Linked DNA regions of Mus musculus: regions 2 and 3 are each linked to region 1. Evidence: chromatin contacts called from public promoter capture Hi-C data. All regions are on one chromosome and are shown on one strand. Each heading gives the region's core, a stretch centred on a gene start, on an enhancer-like site or on the middle of the called end of the contact. The rest is flanking DNA. Distances are from core to core; before and after follow the strand shown.

Region 1 (3,531 bases), core at 690-3,189:
TCGGTGCTACCTTTTCTTTTGCTGGTATCATAGAAGGCATTTATCTTTACATTATTTCTACTTCTGGTAATGAAATTTCGGACACTAAAGTATGCCCCAGGAACACATCCTCTTCATTACCAGCACAATAAACATTTTAAAGAAGAGTAAGATTCAAGTACAGCTTGTATCTGTAGGTGGAGGGAAAAGATATGACAGAAGAGAAAAACATAAAGGTATTTTTAAAAAAACAAGATCATAGAAGTATGTTTTCAAGAAAGGCTTTCCTAGTGTTTTTTAATTAGTAAATACTAAAATTATTACTATGAATTGAAGCTAATCAAGTACTGAAACATACTTTACACTTGACCATAATTAATCTGAGATAAAATTAAACTGTTACTTAAAAATTAGCATTTTCACTTTATATTACTTATCACAGGATATTAAATGAAGACCATATACAGATTCAATCATTAAGGTCTCACTGGTCTACCTAGCTTTCTGAAGAGTTAGGAACAAATCAAATCCACCAACCGAATTGCTGGAAGACATTGTGAGCACCGCACAAGATGGCTTTGGTGGGGAACGGAACCGATCTCAGGATCTTGGCATACCCAATGGCTCTACCACTGAGCTAGTCCCCCAGCTTTGCAGTTTAAGATACTTTGTTTCAAACCCAGCTCAATTTCGTAGCTGCTACAGGTCTTTAAAAACATGTCACAGGACTCCAAAATCATTTTGCCCAGGATAAAGTAACTAGCCTTTAATAATCACAGTGGATAGCTAGGATTTTGAAATTCCGCTTGACATATCTAAAAGACAAACTTTAAGATAAAGGGATACAAATCTGTAGAAACTAAACTTACAAAATCTCTCCGTAATAGATACTAGGAAAATGCTGTTGTAAGATCCGATGAGGGAACCGCTGTGTTCACGCATAAAACATTGTTAAAATGCTTGCAAATAATTCTGTAAAACAGTCTAGTGTAGCAGTAAGTCTAGAATACATATGTTAAAATTAGTTTTCTTTTCATACAGAGCAATCATAGGCCTCAAAGTAGATGGAGAATTCTTTTTTTTTTTTTTTTTTGGGGGGGGGGAGACACCATGAAGATGAAAACAAAGAGAACACGAAGGAAGGAGTACTTTTTCTATTCCGGACAGTCTTTTGAAGCTAGATGTATTTTTGACGGAAAGAAACTTAAAGGCATCTACAAAACAATTCAAAGAGGGCAGACTCCGATTCATTCTACTTGATGCCTTCCAAAACCATACCAGCTGGTACACAAGCAAGTCCCATCTCGAATTCCCTTTCTGCCTCTAAATTTAAAGGGATGAAAAGGTAGACCTGATCATTCGCCTACAACCCAGGAACCTCGGTGAGGACAGCAGAAGGGCCACCTTCGTCCAAGCCAGAGCACAGCAGGTCCACGAGCTCTGGCTCAGCCAGCAGCCCCTAAGCAAACTGAAAGGTTCCCAAGGCTACCGTACCAACACAGAAAGAAGAAGGGAGCACTAGAAACCCGAGAACGTGGCGGGAACCGGGTCTGCAGCCCCAGAGCCTTACGCCCGCGCCTCGGGTCGCCCCTCGTGCCGACGGTTTGTTTTTAGAACTCAGAGTTCGAGCCGAGAGTTCGAACAGCGGCTAAACATTCCGAGCCAGAGGCTGCCCCAAATGCTGGCATTCCTAGATGCAGATTCCACACTCCGTTCGCGCAGCTTCTTCAGGATACTCTACTGTCGTTAAAGTCTTATCAATTACATGTCTTTTATTGAATGTCACATTTCAAATTAGCATAATTTTGATGGCCAAAGCAGTTCAGAATGAGAAGCGGAAAAGTAAAGACTTTTTGGCGAATCTGAATGAGGAAAACGGAAATCTTTTTCCTTTAAGGAGCCGCTCCTCGACGTCACTTCCGGCAACAATAGGAAACGTCAAAACCTTGCAAGGTCCGCCACTCGGGCTTCTGCAGGCAGAGGTGCTGTGACTTCGCGGGAGTCTGGGGCGGCTTCTGGTTCCCTCGCAGCCATCGTGTTCTCCAGCGCGAACACGTGCGCTCTGGACAGGCCTCTCCATGGCTTGGGCACCAGTTCCCGGCTGAGCCATTTTCTTCTCGGCTGACAGCCCCCGCCCACAGGCCGAGTCGTCGCGGCGGCGGTGGAGATCCCAGGTCGCTCAGGTACTCGCGTCGGCACAGAGGCTTCCAATGCCTTGCTTCTTCCGCCCGCCCGGACGCTCTCACTTTTCTCCTCCGAAGTGAGGGGTAGGGATGCTTGCCACTTGATAGCCCTGGCCCAGCAAGCAACAGTTTAGGACCAATGGGTACTGTGAGACATTTTGAGTGACAGCAGCGGTGGCTTATTAAAATGGTGTATCAGAATCGAGAGGCGGGTGTGAGTCTCTTCTGTTTCTAGGCCATTGGTATAGAGGTCGATTTGGGACTCGCGGTAGCGACGTGGTGTCGTCCCTCTTGAAAGATGACAAACGGTGGAGGTTACTTTCTTCAGTTTCACGTATTGCTTTTGTGGTGGTTACAGCGTCGTTCGATGCCAAGGCACGCTTCATTTCTTACGGCGTCCCCTTAATACGAATTCAAACATATCCAGTTTAAGACCTCCGCTGATTGCTAGTTGCTACAGTCTCCAAACAGACTGTAAAATTGGTTCAACACTTTCCTTTTCGTTTTGTTTTTCTGTGGCTACGCTCCACTTTCCACATCGTATTACTCAGTACACATTGTCTAGACAAAAACCATAGAAGTTTGCAATTCTTACTCGATATATTTCTGGTTTATTTTTCGTTCTGTATTTACTAATTAATAATTGTGACTACTTAATTTATAAATGAGACATTTATTTGTAAAGACCCCCACCCCGCGCGCGCGCCATATTCTCTTCATTACCCTCAATACTGCAATTGAATACAAACTGTTGTTCATGTCAGTGTTTGCACTCCGTTTTTGTTTGTATTTTGAGACAAGGTCTCCTGTGTACTCCAGGCTGGCTCAGAATTCACTGTGTAGCCCCGACTGTCCCTAGCTAGCAATCCTTTTTCTTGGCCTTCCAAAGGCTTGGAAGTATGGTTTTGCAACAGGTCACTAAGTACTCTTCTCTTTGCTTTGGTTCTTTGGACTTTGGCACTTTCACTCCGACGAGAAGAGCTTCCGGCTACCTTTGTGAAAGGTTTTTGTTGTTGTTGTTGTTGTTTTTGTTTTTGTTTTGTTTTTACAATGTAGAGCAGGTCTCAGAATGAACAATAAATAAATTTATTATTTTCAGGTTAATTCAGAAACTTCTTGCTTATACAGTTTTTCTAAATTAACAATTACCTAAGTATCGTCATTAGTTTCATATTGCTGGTTTATGATTATCCCCAAATTTAATGCAGCTTAAAACAACAAACATGTACTATCTTGGTTTCTTTGAGTCAAGTATCAGGGCAACGTTCAACAGAGTAGTTCAGCTTGTTTCTTGAGGTCGTAGTTAGGCTGTGTTTGGGACTTGTGATACTATTGAGAGACTGCACTGAGATGGACTAAGGGTGCACTT
Region 2 (3,531 bases), core at 689-3,188, 480 kb before region 1:
CACACACACACACACACACACACACACACACACCATGCCTTGATGCACAAATATATGCATGCACAAATGCACACACACACATGCATGCAAGCACGTACACACAAACACACACACATACCATACACACACACACACATACAGATGCATGCACAAATGCACACATACAGGCACACAACCACACACACACACACATACAAACACAAATACACACATATGTATATAACAAGAATTAATTTTAAAAAAAAAGAGGGATTGGAGGAAGTCAGTGACAAGAGAAATAATTTACAACTTCAACAACAAAAGAGAAACAAAATAGTAAATACAATCATCTCCAGTGCCCTAAATCTCTAAAAAAAAAAAAAAAAAAAAAAAAAAATTCTCTTTAATGAGAAAAGGGCTTCAATGTCAATTTAGAGAAAGCAAAGAGAAACAAAGAAAGAAAGAAAGAAAGAAAGAAAGAAAGAAAGAAAGAAAGAAAGAAAGAAAGAAAGAAAGAAAGAAAAAAGAAAGAGAAAGAAGAAAACAAAAAACAAAAGAAAAAAGAAAAAAGAAAAGAAAAGAAAGACAGGAAGGAAGGAAGGGAGGGAGGGAGGGAGGGAGGGAGGGAGGGAGGGAGGGAGGGAAAGGAAAGGTAAAGAAGGGAAGGGGAGAGGAGGGGAGGGGGGAGAGGGCAGGGGAAGGGAGGGGGAGGGGAGGGGGAGAGGGGAGGGAAGAAGAGAAGAGAAGAGAGAAGGGGAGGGGAGGGGAGGGGAGGGAGAAAAGAGAACCTTTGAAATGTACTTAAAGGTTTTTTGGGAAAAGAAATGTCTAAAAGTAGGGGCAGGGTTTTGTGGAGGTGTATGACAGAACTTTAAACATAGAAAGCTTTTTACGATTGACAATTTCATGTTGAGATTAAATTCATAGCCAGGTCTGATATATAGATTGCTTACTATGGATCTTATACTAAATTTAGCTATTTAAAAAATAGAGTTTGTGATAATATTTTTAACAATTATGTCCTAATAATTTCTACCATTATCCAAACTCTCTCATAATTTAAGAGTTTGGATTAAGTACTGTTGTGCTTTTTCTTTGCTTACTCAGAGATACAGATGGTTCTTGTTTGTGAGTATTTGTTATTTAATCTCTGTAGTTACAATGCTAGTTAGGAAGAAAAATCTCCCTCAAGTTGAAAATATTGGCTGGTGAATGCATTTCTTGTAGAATACACTCCTATGTGTACTTCAAGCAGCACATCCCTTGCAACAGCAGTGACTTTTACCACCTCTTTAGCTCACATCTTTGTAACTGGACTTTTCCATTACCAGATCTTCTAAACACATGGCCATATAATAAAAAATGTGATGCAGCCACCAGCTTATAAAGTGATGGTGTCACAAATAGCTTCATGATTTTATGTCTTTCAAATATATTTCCTGATTTAATCCTAGTTACAAAGTAATGAAATAGGCTTATTTCTACTTCAAAGATAAGCCAACAATACTTAAAGATGTTTTTCCCATATGGCAGAAAACAATTAAATAAACAGTGAACTGTGACTTAGTAACTCTCAAAGACATTATACAAACATTAGTCACCTTTAAACCTGGAAGGATTACAGTTGGCACAGGACACATCAAGACTAAGTTCTCAACACACACACAAAAAAGGTTTATTTGCCCCAGAGAGACAAATGTCAGGGGAAAAGAGACAAAGAATGGGAACAAAGAACAAGGAAAAAGGGGACCCAAGCAAGGAAGAGAGAAAGGGGTATTTCCCCCTGAATGATAAAGGACTACCTCTGGTTAGGGAATGAGACAGCCATGGCTCAGAGGCAAAACACAGTCCATAAAGCAGTAAGAGGAACCCCTTTAAGGTTAGAATGAGTTGGTTTGTTTTGACTGGGCATGCTAATTAGGTAAGCCAAAGGGAGCTTTTGATTGCTGGTGTTCCTTGATTGTGAGCCTCAGAAGGAGGAAGTCTCTAACCAAGGGAATAAACCTTCATGGCTAGCTTTAGTGAAGTAATCTATGGTTGAGCAAGGGAGAGGGAAGGGGGAAGGGCAAGGCCTGCCAGTGCCATGTTTACCATGCTTGGGCCTGCTAGAGTGCGTCCGAATCTGGTGAGTCTATTTATAAACTGTCACTATGATAGTCCTAAGATTTCTCCACAAGATATACATCTCCAATACTTATAAGAAAAGGTTGGTTTATATTTTTTCTTCATTCCTTTCTTCCTGGCTGTAGTCCTAGTTGTTAAAATTGACGTCAACTTTCAAAAGAAGGTATCGGTTGGCAGTGTCAGACTATGATCCCAGCAGCAAACCACTTTAGATTCCAACTATACTTCAACCAGTAAAATATCACACTCTATGTCCTCCCTTATGTATTTGTCCATGTAGCTCACATAAATAAATACCAAATCTCTGTGCTTTCCTTTAGTTAAATATCATTTTTCTGGGGCTCCCCTGTCATCCAGATGTGATTAATCATCCAGAGATTTGAACAGCACACCATTATGCATTTCCCAAATCCAAAGCCTTAGAAAGCTTGGCAACAATATGCTACAGATATTTCTCTTTCTTAACCCCCAAAACAAAATAGCATTTTGACCAGCTAAAGGTTGCTAAACCATCATCAATGACTGCTGTCCAACTGCTCTTGAAATCCTAATATTATAACACATCAAATGTTTATCTAAAAGTTAAATGACTCTGTAGTCAAATAACAATCCAGAAGAGTTAATAAGAACATAGTATCTTATTAATAGAATAGCTTTATCCTCATGATCCCAAACTAGGTTCCTACTGGTTATCATTTCTTTCTGCCTTCTGGTCTGCACGTTCTCATAGTTGTGGGGATTCAGTACTCAGCTTGGCTATCACTAACACAGTGTCTGCCTGTGAGCATACCAAACTCTGTGTAATTATTTTTTTCTACTTCTCAGATGCTACATTGCTCCTTCTATTTGTTCTCTAAGATACCCTCATTTCTCAGAATATTTTATTTCTCCAGAGATACATACTAAAAAACTTGACCCTCTGTAAGCTTCTAGACATTCACCCCTGCCCACTCTTTCCCATACTTCATTTCTCTGCTCCCCAAGTACTTGTTCTATTATTATATTCCTTTACAATGTTATTTAAGATATTTACTCATATTACATATATAACCTCAACCTATTTCCATCCTCTAAAGGAGTTAGTACACCATCTTTCTTACTCACTAGCTTTTGTCATTAAAATCCCCATTGAGACAGAAAAATGTTCTATCTTTAAAGTCATTAATAGGGGAAGGTCATGCATGTGGCAGCAGAATGTGGTTCATATGACATCATGTTGAACCCAAAGATTCTTTAAAATAAGAACTAAATTCACTGCCTGATCCATCTAGCTCCTCATTCATGTTACCTAGGAAACACTGCAGAGGTGAACTCATCTTATCTTCCTGCTGCTCCCTGCAATCCTTACCATGTTAAACCAAGATATTATCCACAAAGGGCTATCCTCCTCAGATCTCTACCCTCTGGATTGTTTCCTTTTCCTTTGGA
Region 3 (3,531 bases), core at 335-2,834, 260 kb before region 1:
CATCTTCACTCATAGTGCAGTAGCTGTTTTTGTTTTTTGTTTTGTTTGTTTTGCTTTGTTTTTCTAGCTTTGGGCAAATCCTTCCTGGTGAAGATGTGTTCTTTTTCTCAAGCCTTCAGCCCTGGCTTTCTGTTATTTGCCTGTCTTCTTCTTATTTGTCTCTGCTGTTCTCATTCAACATCAAGCCCTTACATACACCCACTGGTGAGTTTCAGTGACGAGTCCCACACCCAAATGTATACGGGTAGGACTAACTGAACTTAGCAGTTTACTTGGGAGAAAAAAAACAATAAGAGAGGAGGGGTTGTTCGGGCATCTGAGGAAACTTGGAGGGAGCAAGACATATTTCCTTGTATATGTGCATGAAATTCTCTAGAATAAAGAAAAAATTAAAATACAGTGCCTCTACTTCCCCTTCTCAGTACAATGCTGGATATAAATATGTTCCTATCTTCTCAGCATTTTTTTTCAAGATCTAGTTTCAAGGCAACTTTGAAACCAGTTGGCTTAACACCAACTCTGTATTTTCTGCAGCCTCTCCAAACACTTCCCTGAGGAACCGGGCACATTCACCAAGGCTTCCTTCACTAAGCAGGCAAAGTACACAAAGAACTCATTCTGCTGTTAATCTCGGGCTTCCCGCGTGCTCAGATGTCTTTGTGCCTGAAAATAAATGCCAATGAATTAAACTGACAGAACGCACTTTGAAGCCTGCCGCTGTGAACGTGAGAAAGGGACTTAGTCAGTGGACTCGTGTCCTGGCAAACAGTCACCCTGGCATAAAGTCAGGGCTCCAGTTCCTGCAGGTCTGGGGACCTCAATACCAAATCTGGATTACTGAGCCATAGGAGCCAAGGTGGTCCAGCAAGTAAACTTCCATCAAAATCACAATATGCAAGGCTACCACTGATGCTGGCATGACTAAGGACAGTTCAATATGACACACAATGGACACTGATCTGAGACAGAAACTCCAGGAAGATTCTTAAAACTCTGGCGTTGGAACACGATTCAGGTTTTGGGAGTCAGAGCAAAATTAAACTCTTGTGCTCACTGTTTGTACAAAACGTCAGTAAATAAAAGCGTTATCCTCACTCACCCCAAGCCCATAACTATATTTGTTTATGAAATGAGAAGTTATGAAAAAGCTTAACACACACACACACACGTGCACAGCAACGCCCCTTAAAATATTGTTTTTGATTCCTTCTTTTGCTTGCTTTTAATTTAATATTTATTGAGGCTGTGAGGAGAAATCCAAGTTTCCAAGCCTCTTCTCTTCTCTCCTGTAAGATTAACTTTTGAGTCGTTCAAGAAACTTTTCCAGAAAGTTTGTCTTCCTTCCTTTCAGCTTTTCCTCTCTTAGCTCACTGTGTTCATGCAGCCAGAGGCTTGGGGAAAATTCCTGCTGGGGAATCTGCAACAGCTGAAAGCCTAGAAGGCAAAGATCACCTTGTGCGCCGACCCTACCCTGGTGCTCAGGGGCAGGTGACACAATGTCGGTTTCCTAGGCGCTGGCTTGACAGTTTCATCCCCGCCCACTGGCAAGAGAGCTCCTAGGGCCGCTGCACACGCGCACGGAGTGGGCTATAAAAGCTGCTGCGGCGTCCAGACTCTGAGCTCGCCCACCACCCGCAGAGACGCGACCCGCCATGCACGTGAACGGCAAAGTGGCTCTGGTGACCGGCGCGGCACAGGGCATAGGCAAAGCCTTCGCTGAGGCTCTGCTGCTCCATGGCGCCAAGGTAAGGACTTCTCCGTGTCCACCCACACGCCGCCGGAGCCCCTGGGGTGCCGAGCCCCAGGCTCGCAAGCCGACCTCCAACGCTGCTGGCAGAGAACCCGAACTTGGATGAGCACATTCTGAGGTCTAAGAAGGGAGCGTCTTTTTTATCCATTGCTTGTGTGTCTGTGGCTTGGTGGCGGCTGTTTCCTTCATAGGAGACCCGCTCCCTCTTTTCTTGTTTGTAGGTAGCATTGGTGGATTGGAATCTTGAGGCAGGTGTAAAATGTAAAGCTGCCCTAGATGAGCAGTTCGAACCTCAGAAGACACTGTTCGTCCAGTGTGATGTGGCTGACCAGAAACAACTGAGAGGTAAGACGTTGGGGAATCAATCCATAGACTCGGGAACACACCTTGTGCAAGCAGCAACCTGACTGCCAGGTAGGAGCAGACAAGGCTGAGAGCCAGCAACGCTCTCTCACGGGAAGCTGTGACCTTCTAACTCCAATGGATAGTTTGAATTTCTGTGCTTCTTTCTGATAACCCAATGGACATAAAAAGTAAGACAGGACTGCCTAAGAAATCCTTCTGTTTTAGCCACTTGGCAGCACAGAATGTAATCAAATCTTTTGTGTATTCGAAGACAGTGCTGCTACAGTTAATTACCCAGTGAGGGGGACAGGCTGCGGAACTATGGCAAGCAGTTCTCAGAGAGCTGGAAGACTTCTCCAATAACAATCAAACTCAGCGTGCCTTTCGCTTAGACACTTCAGACGCCAAGTTCCAGGTCATGGTCACAGGCAAAGCAATTGCTTTTAGCCAGATCTTTGCTCGGTTTCCCCTCTAAGATGGCACTTAAAATAATAACTGTATGGCGTTAAATTTCTTCTTCTTTAGAATTAAAGAAGAAAAGGCTCTATCGCTTTTCCCCAATGTTTTCCTGTTTTTCTGTGGTCTCTTAAAATAGATCCATCTACTTGTGAAATGTCAGGAAGAATATTGTCATCAGCAATGCACACTGGCTGTATAGAGGGCTCAAAGGATTTCCCTAAAGATAATTTCTCCAGGAAAATATAGAAAAAAAAAAGATGTTTCAAAGGGCATTGTTCAAATAAACAAAGTAAATCGGTAGGCACCTTTTTAATCTGGAAGTCAGAATACAAACCCAACCTGCTCTACAGTGTCTATCAATGGAATCCTGAGATCTTAGGTTTCTTACATCTTAGAATATACCCTATGAATAAAAATGGACGGATCCATTAGAAGACAGTGGACCTAAGATAGGGGTAATTGGATTAAAGAGAACATCATTAACATCTGAAAATGCTAATCTGTCCGATAGTAGAGGTAGCCTTTATGAGTAGAAGAGATCTTTAAGAGAAGTCATAATAGAACATCCTTTGCCAGAGAATGGTTTTATTGATACTATATCATTTAGTTTCAATGACAGTCATGCCCAGTCCCAACATTCATGCTACTGGACTAGGGACCAGTAAAGATAAATTATATGGCTTCACGCATGGTATTTAATGTGTTATTCTGCCAGTATTTAAAATGAGTATCATGTCTACGAATATATTCCTTAAACATTAAGTGATTGTGAAGGAACCTCAAGCACACAGTAAATGGCCCAGAAGACCTGTCTATCATAAGAAGTCCCCACCTTGTTTAGAGACCCTCATACATAAAAGGAAAGGATTCTTGAAACTTCAGAACTTAGGGCTGCCCACAACTTTTAAGACTGTTTAGATACATTGGGCTCATAAAGACACAGAGCTGAAAGGGTTCCTGCAGCCCATCTAGATACG

What was found. Promoter capture Hi-C pulls out the DNA fragments that hold promoters and counts their contacts.
Region 2: a promoter capture Hi-C map of the C10 cell line shows a contact between it and region 1, with 5 times the contacts expected there. The contact joins the enhancer-like site here to the promoter of Fbxo8 in region 1. A contact is called at or near these places in 11 of 39 promoter capture datasets (the 3T3-L1 cell line, 3T3-L1-derived adipocytes, the C10 cell line and 6 more), 6 of 115 datasets of contacts at active chromatin or transcription factors (acute myeloid leukemia, bone marrow-derived dendritic cells, embryonic stem cells and 2 more) and 2 of 9 other capture datasets (adipose tissue and embryonic stem cells).
Region 3: a promoter capture Hi-C map of liver shows a contact between it and region 1. The contact joins the promoter of Hpgd here to the promoter of Fbxo8 in region 1. A contact is called at or near these places in 3 of 39 promoter capture datasets (the C10 cell line and liver) and 2 of 9 other capture datasets (adipose tissue and pancreatic islet).

Annotation. Positions count from the first base shown.
Region 1 is chr8:56,549,215-56,552,745 of GRCm38.p6, forward strand. Fbxo8 (F-box protein 8) reads left to right here and starts at 1,940. Exons shown (of 6, transcript NM_015791.4): 1 at 1,940-2,162. Cep44 (centrosomal protein 44) reads right to left here and starts at 1,352. Exons shown (of 11, transcript NM_001009951.1): 1 at 1,331-1,352.
Region 2 is chr8:56,069,088-56,072,618 of GRCm38.p6, forward strand. All of the region lies in intron 5 of Glra3 (glycine receptor, alpha 3 subunit), which reads left to right. Among named protein-coding and RNA genes, the nearest start is that of Glra3, 130 kb to the left of the region's middle. Within about 2 kb of position 1,939, at least 17 of the 459 cell types and tissues checked have an H3K27ac peak or open chromatin away from gene starts, as enhancers often do. A contact at or near this core is called in acute myeloid leukemia, where this site is marked.
Region 3 is chr8:56,292,968-56,296,498 of GRCm38.p6, forward strand. It overlaps Hpgd (hydroxyprostaglandin dehydrogenase 15 (NAD)), which reads left to right and starts at 1,585. Exons shown (of 7, transcript NM_008278.2): 1 at 1,585-1,745; 2 at 1,972-2,095. The coding sequence starts at 1,653.